2 separate regions of the Triticum aestivum genome follow, and region 1 is linked to region 2. The links are chromatin contacts, called in public Hi-C maps. All regions are on one chromosome and are shown on one strand. Each heading gives the region's core, a stretch centred on a gene start, on an enhancer-like site or on the middle of the called end of the contact. The rest is flanking DNA. Distances are from core to core; before and after follow the strand shown.

Region 1 (3,086 bases), core at 518-3,017, 180 kb before region 2:
ACTTCCTCTCTTAGTGATGCATCATGACTCCTACGTAACCTTGCCCCACATGATACAGGTTTCAGAGCAGCTTCCTCCTTCCCTGCCATTATCCTGAAGACATCAACCCCTTGACCCACAAATCCTGAGATTACTGGCTGATGGCACCCATGCTTTATATCCCCAGCTCAATAACATGTGCCTCCTCTCGACCTGTATAAACAAAAGGATATGACTACTTATCCAACTAGAACACTGTATGTATACTTCACATTACTAAATAATAGCTGCCTAACTAAAGCAAAGTGGACGGGATTTAAAGGTTCTTCTCCAGCGAACTCATGCAAAAGGACTATTACATCAAAAAGTGGAGGCTACATGCAGAAATTTAAACATGTGCGTGTCAATTGTGCCATTGTGTGCTACTTTTCCAGATCATTCTATATGCTTTAAGGCACTATCTCACTGGATTGTTCACACACACGACATGTCGTAGGGTGCAAATAAGTCACCCTCCTGTTGATCCCAGGAATCCAACAGTTAAGTGCCATCTCAATCACAAAACACCACATGAAAAAGTTAAGACCAAATCACACAGGTCAAATTCCTAAGGAAAACACTTCTGAATCTGTTCATTTAAAGATGCCCAATTAAGCACCTAGAGTTGTCGCCCGCGAATTCACATGGTATAGTCATTAGTTCCCACCACGTGCTAGTGGAGCAGAAACTCACAACAAGAACAAGCGCAAAAATAGCAAGCTCAGGTGGTCAAATATATTTCCCACCCAGGAAAACTGGTCAAAACTATGGAACAGTTAGAATTTGGAAACACATCAAACATGACACGAAATTTTCTACCATTTTAAACTCAATTCTACCGTTCTACCACAACATACGAAGAGAATTCTCGAAAATAGAACGATCTAGTACGAAATCAACCCAGTGCGCTCGGAGAATGATGAATATTACGCGGCAAGCAGGTATATTCACGAACTTGGTTACTCAAAAGTCAAAACACATCTAAAATCACGCGCTCGCGCATAAAATCGTGGAATTATCGCCTACAACCACCAGCAGTCGAGCGCAGTTTAACCAAACTGTTGGAACAACAAAAATTATCACCAACAACTCCAGCTACGAGAAGAAATCCAGACGATTGGTCGTCGGAACCGCGGAATTAGCCCCTCGTGGCAACTACACTCCCGGTTAAACACGATCCAACGGCTACGTGCATCGCTCCACACGATAGAAGTGGTCTCCGCAGCCTCAAACCAAAACAGAAAATCGCCAACAGCAAAAGGGCCAGAGCAGAGCAGAGCAAGCGCGCCCAGGCGATTACAGCTAATGATCGAAGAGCTCCACTAATTCACCTAGCGAAGACGAACCGAATTTTTTGAACGCCCGCCCCTGAAACAAATCCACCCACCCGCACCGCAGGAGCGCACCCGCCCGGGTCCCCGATTCGCAATTCACAGCCCGGAAATCACTCACCGTGGCCTCCCGTCCGGCGACAGCTTCAAGCCGGGAGCCACATTCCCCTCCGGGGCCTTCTGCCGGATCCCCCGCGCTTGGATCCGAGCCCGCCACTGCCCTGAACCGCCGCGGCGCCGAGGGGCACGAGGCTCGTTCCGCGCGAGGCGTGGGCGCGGCAGCCACGGGCCGAGGCGGAGCTAAGGACGCCGAGCACCGCGGCGGCGCTCCTCCGAGACGCGGCGAGGGGTGGGAGGAGTAAGAGGAGGGGCAGGAGGCGAGGTGCGGAAACGAAGGGAAGGAAAAGTGCGGGTGATATTAATACGGGATAACTGCCGGTACTGCGTCTCTATTGCGTTTGGGCTTCTCTAATCCGCGCTTATTACGGGGCTAATCTGTATTAGATTAGAGTTGAATTTTGTGTGCTTATATAAAGAAATATTGTCATGTAATTTTCTGGTAGATGGGGTGGTTGCGAACGAACGTTGTGATTGCAGGCCGTCGTCATGGGTCCGTCTGTCTTCTCCAGCGCAGCGGTGCCAGCCAATGGCTTTTCTGGCCCCCGTTGCCTCACTCTGGTGTGTGCACGGGTTTTTTGAGTAGTGGAAGTGTAAATTGCATTACGGACTGGCAGAGGGTGCTAACCGAAGCTGCAACACCTGAGTAAAAGCTGAATTGTAAACTGCGTTCAGTACCGGAGAGTGTTTGCAAGTGTTTTTTTTTAATAAAACTTATAATATATTCATCTTCAATCATGACAGTACAACCAATACTAAAAATAATAAAAATTACATTCAGATCCGTAGAACCCTTTAATGACGACTACAAGCACTAAAGCAAGCCGAAGGAGCGCCGCCGCCCCTCCCTTGCCGGAGCCAGGCAAAACTTGTTGTAGTAGACAGTCGGAAAGTTGTCGTGCTAAGGCCCATAGGACCAACGCACCAGAATAGCAACCGCCTCCGTTGAAGAATAGCATAGATCGAAAGGATCTAATCTGAAGACACATAAACATAGACGAACTACGACAAGATCCGAGCAAATCCACCGAGGACAGCTTCGCCGGAGACACACCTCCACACGTCCACCGACAAATGCTTGACACACCACCGAGACGGGGAATAGGCAGGGAGTATCACATTCGGGAGCCGCCGTCGTCTCGTCTTTCTGAGCAGGACACAAATCCTAACCAAAGACGGTGCCCTCCCGTGGGCAAGGGTCGGGATCCACCGCGCCGCCATAGCCCTAAGGCCACCGAAGACACCGGCGGCGGCGGCGGGAGACAGAGAAAACCTAGCCTTTTCTTTTCTTGGGGAGAAGGCGTACAGTGTTTGCAAGTGTTAGGTGCAACATTGACGAGGCCTAAATTTTAGTGGGTATTTGGTACTATCTTAGGGCATCTACAACTTTGACCAGCAATTTTGCTCCCACATCTGTTCGCGGATAGGGGGACCAGTCCGTGGACACGGATGCGGGAACCGGTCATCTAATGTTTTTTTTAAACATCAGTACAGACGTAAGCGCTCATACATACGCGCATACAGTCATCCCTATGAACGCACACGCGCACACCCTATCCCTATGAGTACCTCCGAGAGACTGAGCCGGCATGTCATCTTGAAATTTACGAAGTCACTGTA
Region 2 (3,393 bases), core at 754-3,253:
ACGTATCGCCGAAAATCCTTAAATAAATCCAGGAATAATGCGAGCACGAAGACTTGTAACCTGATTGGCTGAAGATACCACTATCCCTCTAACCATCGAACCACAGGTAGTTCGCGTTAACCACCACCCTCTCATGAGCGAGAGTTTTGACTGCCAAAAATTTAATCCCACGTGGATTACCAATGTGAGCGTAAAAGACCCACCTTTTATTATTAACCCGAAAACAAATGTAACTTGGGTCCACTTTACGCAACATATTTAGCTGCTGCTGGTCTGGTAGAGTCTCTTTCTCATGATCAAGCATGTGGACTTTGAGATCGGACGGCTCAGTCAAATTCCCACCCTTTTAGAACACATGTCAAATTCTCAAGGGCATGTACCACTTGCATTCTTCGCGGTGGTTAGGGCGGAGCGCACCGGCACTATCATCAGCGAGCGGTTAGCTAGCCCTCGCCCTTTTTATTGCTTTGATTTGAGTAGGTCTTGTCCCTATAAAACAAGGAAAGATTCCATGGTTTGAGTAAGGGGAAACGACGTGCGTCTAGTACCAAGCAGCAAATAATTCAACTGAAAGCTAGCGGCATCTCCGGGAGTTTGATATGTTACTTTCTTTCTTTCTTTGCCTTTTTAACTTTATTGATTGATGGCTGATCACGCAGTTTAAGCTGGCGAACTCTCTTTTTTTTAGAAGGATCAGATCTATTATAAAGATTTACTGGAAGTATAAAACACCTCAATCATAATGAAAACTACATCGAGGTCCACGGACCACCGAACGATCACTGCCGCCGCCAGAACAAGCCACCGACGCGTTGCTATCGCCGCTCTCGTACCGGAGCCGGCCTAACCTTGTCGATGACAGACGGGAAGTCTTCTTACACGTGCTCCTAAGGACCAACGCCCTGGAGCCGCAGTCATCGCCGTTGAATCCTTGAATTGATCTGAAGAACCTGACACCAAATATCACCGTTGTACGCACGACGAGAAATCCTAACCTCGTCGCCCCGAGGAGCTGGCAGGAATCTACGCTGGAGCTCTGTGAACTCATCAACGGAAGATTCTGAATCGAGGAGGCATTTCATTTTAACTACGTCCGTTGACTTTGATACTTCAACCCCACACGGTTTTTATCCCCCCTCATGTGTCAACATTGTGCTCAAGAAAACTGCATCAACTGCATCTTTTTGTGATGGTAGTTCACCCAATGGACCCATTAATTTGAGAATTAACGGAAAGAAGTCTGTCTCCCGGGCCGGTGACGGGAGCAGTTCACACCGATTGGAGCGTACTGTACTAAAAAACTGAGTAGTTTTCTCGAAAAAGGAAAAAAGCTGATTAGTTTAGTTGACCCTGTTGATACACCGGGATTTGGTCTTGCATACATATCCTCCCCTTTTGATACCAAAGTATTCCAAAGTAATACAGCAAGTTGGATCGGGTGACATTTTGACACACATTCCTGAATGTATGCTCCTACCTGCTCCGGGACACGAACACAAGCCATCTTCTGCTCCTCGTTAGTTGAGAGGTCGCTTGATCTTCCCTTTTCACGAAACGAGATTGCTTGATCTTGCCAAAGTGCCATCGTTTTCACTGCCCTTGGTGTTGATCGTCTCTTCTCCGGCCCCGTCCGTGTCGCGGTGACAGCGATCGACGCCATTGGCCTGCGCGCCCATATAGCCATCGATCAATCGTGCGATCGATGCGATATCTCCGTCACCGATTATTCTCCCATGCATGCATGCATCGCCTAACTAACCTAGCAGCTAGCAGAGAGAGTTGGATTTCGAGGCCAGCTAGGGTGGGTCAAGACGTTCGATGTTGCGGTGCCCGCTTTCCAGGCCAACGTCGGCCCTTGTCGCTTTACGTGGCCGCAACGTGAAGCAGATAATCTTTGTTATTGCAACGGGTTCAGGTGAACAATCATGCAGAGCTGCCGTCATCCAATCAGTGCAAGCGCAACAATGACTATCTTGGGTTGGGTGCGTGGTCTGGGTCTATCGGCTTTGGCCAGTCCAAGCTAGATGAACTTCTTGCAACGTCCACATCCGATTCGGATATCATTCCTGATCTCCGTTGGCCGATGGATCCGACTGACGCCGGCGAATAAGCGCTTTCACACACGCATTCATACGTGATGGACGCGCGCATGCATCATCACAAGCACGACTCTCGCGTGCGTCTTTAGAAGCCTACGTCGAAGCTACTAGCAGAACGAAGAACAAGAAGTCGTCAAGAACATATCCTAGCTCACGGCTACGGATTAATTTTGGCACGCCACATAGGGCTGTAGCGTGTGGTATTAGTCAGTACAGTACACGGGAATAAGGTAACACAAGTCTGGCCTAACACTCCGCCTTCTCCACCCCCTTCTCTCCAATCCAATCCAAGCGCATTCGGAGGCCAGGGAGAACAAAACACGACGAGACATGACGGGTGCTAGTACAATCATTCCACTCCCTATAATAGGCCGGGGCCTCTCTCCTGAACCGCGAGGGATGTCGTGCTTTTTCCACTTGGAGAGGCCTCGAGATCAGCACCAGAAAGCTTTGCGTGCTGCCTGTATGCCGGGTCTCGCTTGGTGCCACATCTCGTGCGCTCCAGCCAAACTGCGTCAGTGAATGCAGAGGTGCCCCGGCTGATGGGTGATGAGCCAGTACGCTACAGAGTGCCACGATTTGGTTGGGACCAAAACAAGAAGGAAAAGAGGACGCGAGATGGGAGAGAAAGCTGATGGACCGAAAGGAACGCGTCATGCATGGCGAGCTGGCGACCAGCGTGTGCGCCCAAGCAGCGTGACGTGGGGACTAGCAGGAATGTACTAGCACCCCACGAGTTTTATGGATCATCTAATTTCTACACTCTCCTAAAAGAAAAATCTAATTTCCGCACTATTTGATTAACCAAATGAGAAAATCCCGACGAATCTCCACATAAATCCAACTTTGTAGAAACTATTATTTTTTCATCTAAATGAAAGTTTGACGCACTCTTGCTTTATTAGTGTATAAACCTGTTGCTCAGCTTTATTTTTCTTTACTAAAACAATGTCCGTGCGTTGCAACGGGATATAAATATTCTAGTACGTTAGCTTGTGATTTACCTGCCAATATTAATGCGATTATGTAAATAAATGTTTATTAAATTCTGACCGTGAATTGCTTTATATTTTGATTAGAAGTTTGGTAAGTAAATTAAAGTGAAATTAGTTCAGAAGGTATGTAAATTAAGGTGATTCATTATCATTACATGGAATGTTGGACGAAGGGGTGGTGGGAAGAAAGGTGAAATGGGAACCTTACATTATCTTTAAGTAGTAGAGAAAATCTAGGATTTTCTTTCCAGCGAATTGGTTGGGCTAGAAGAACATTTTGGGCCTCACCTTGTTGAAGA

What was found. A called contact is a pair of places that touch in the nucleus more often than the background predicts.
Region 1: a contact with region 2 is called in a Hi-C map of leaf, with 6 times the contacts expected there. The contact joins the promoter of LOC123145162 here to the enhancer-like site in region 2. A contact is called at or near these places in 2 of 5 Hi-C or Micro-C datasets (both in leaf).

The regions. Positions count from the first base shown.
Region 1 is chr6D:371,089,230-371,092,315 of IWGSC CS RefSeq v2.1, reverse strand. It overlaps LOC123145162 (lysine-specific demethylase JMJ706), which reads right to left and starts at 1,767. Exons shown (of 12, transcript XM_044564498.1): 1 at 1,471-1,767; 2 at 1-192. The coding sequence starts at 89.
Region 2 is chr6D:370,913,056-370,916,448 of IWGSC CS RefSeq v2.1, reverse strand. No RefSeq gene overlaps it. Among protein-coding and RNA genes, the nearest start is that of LOC123145161, 39 kb to the right of the region's middle. Within about 2 kb of position 2,003, at least 2 of the 8 cell types and tissues checked have an H3K27ac peak or open chromatin away from gene starts, as enhancers often do. A contact at or near this core is called in leaf, where this site is marked.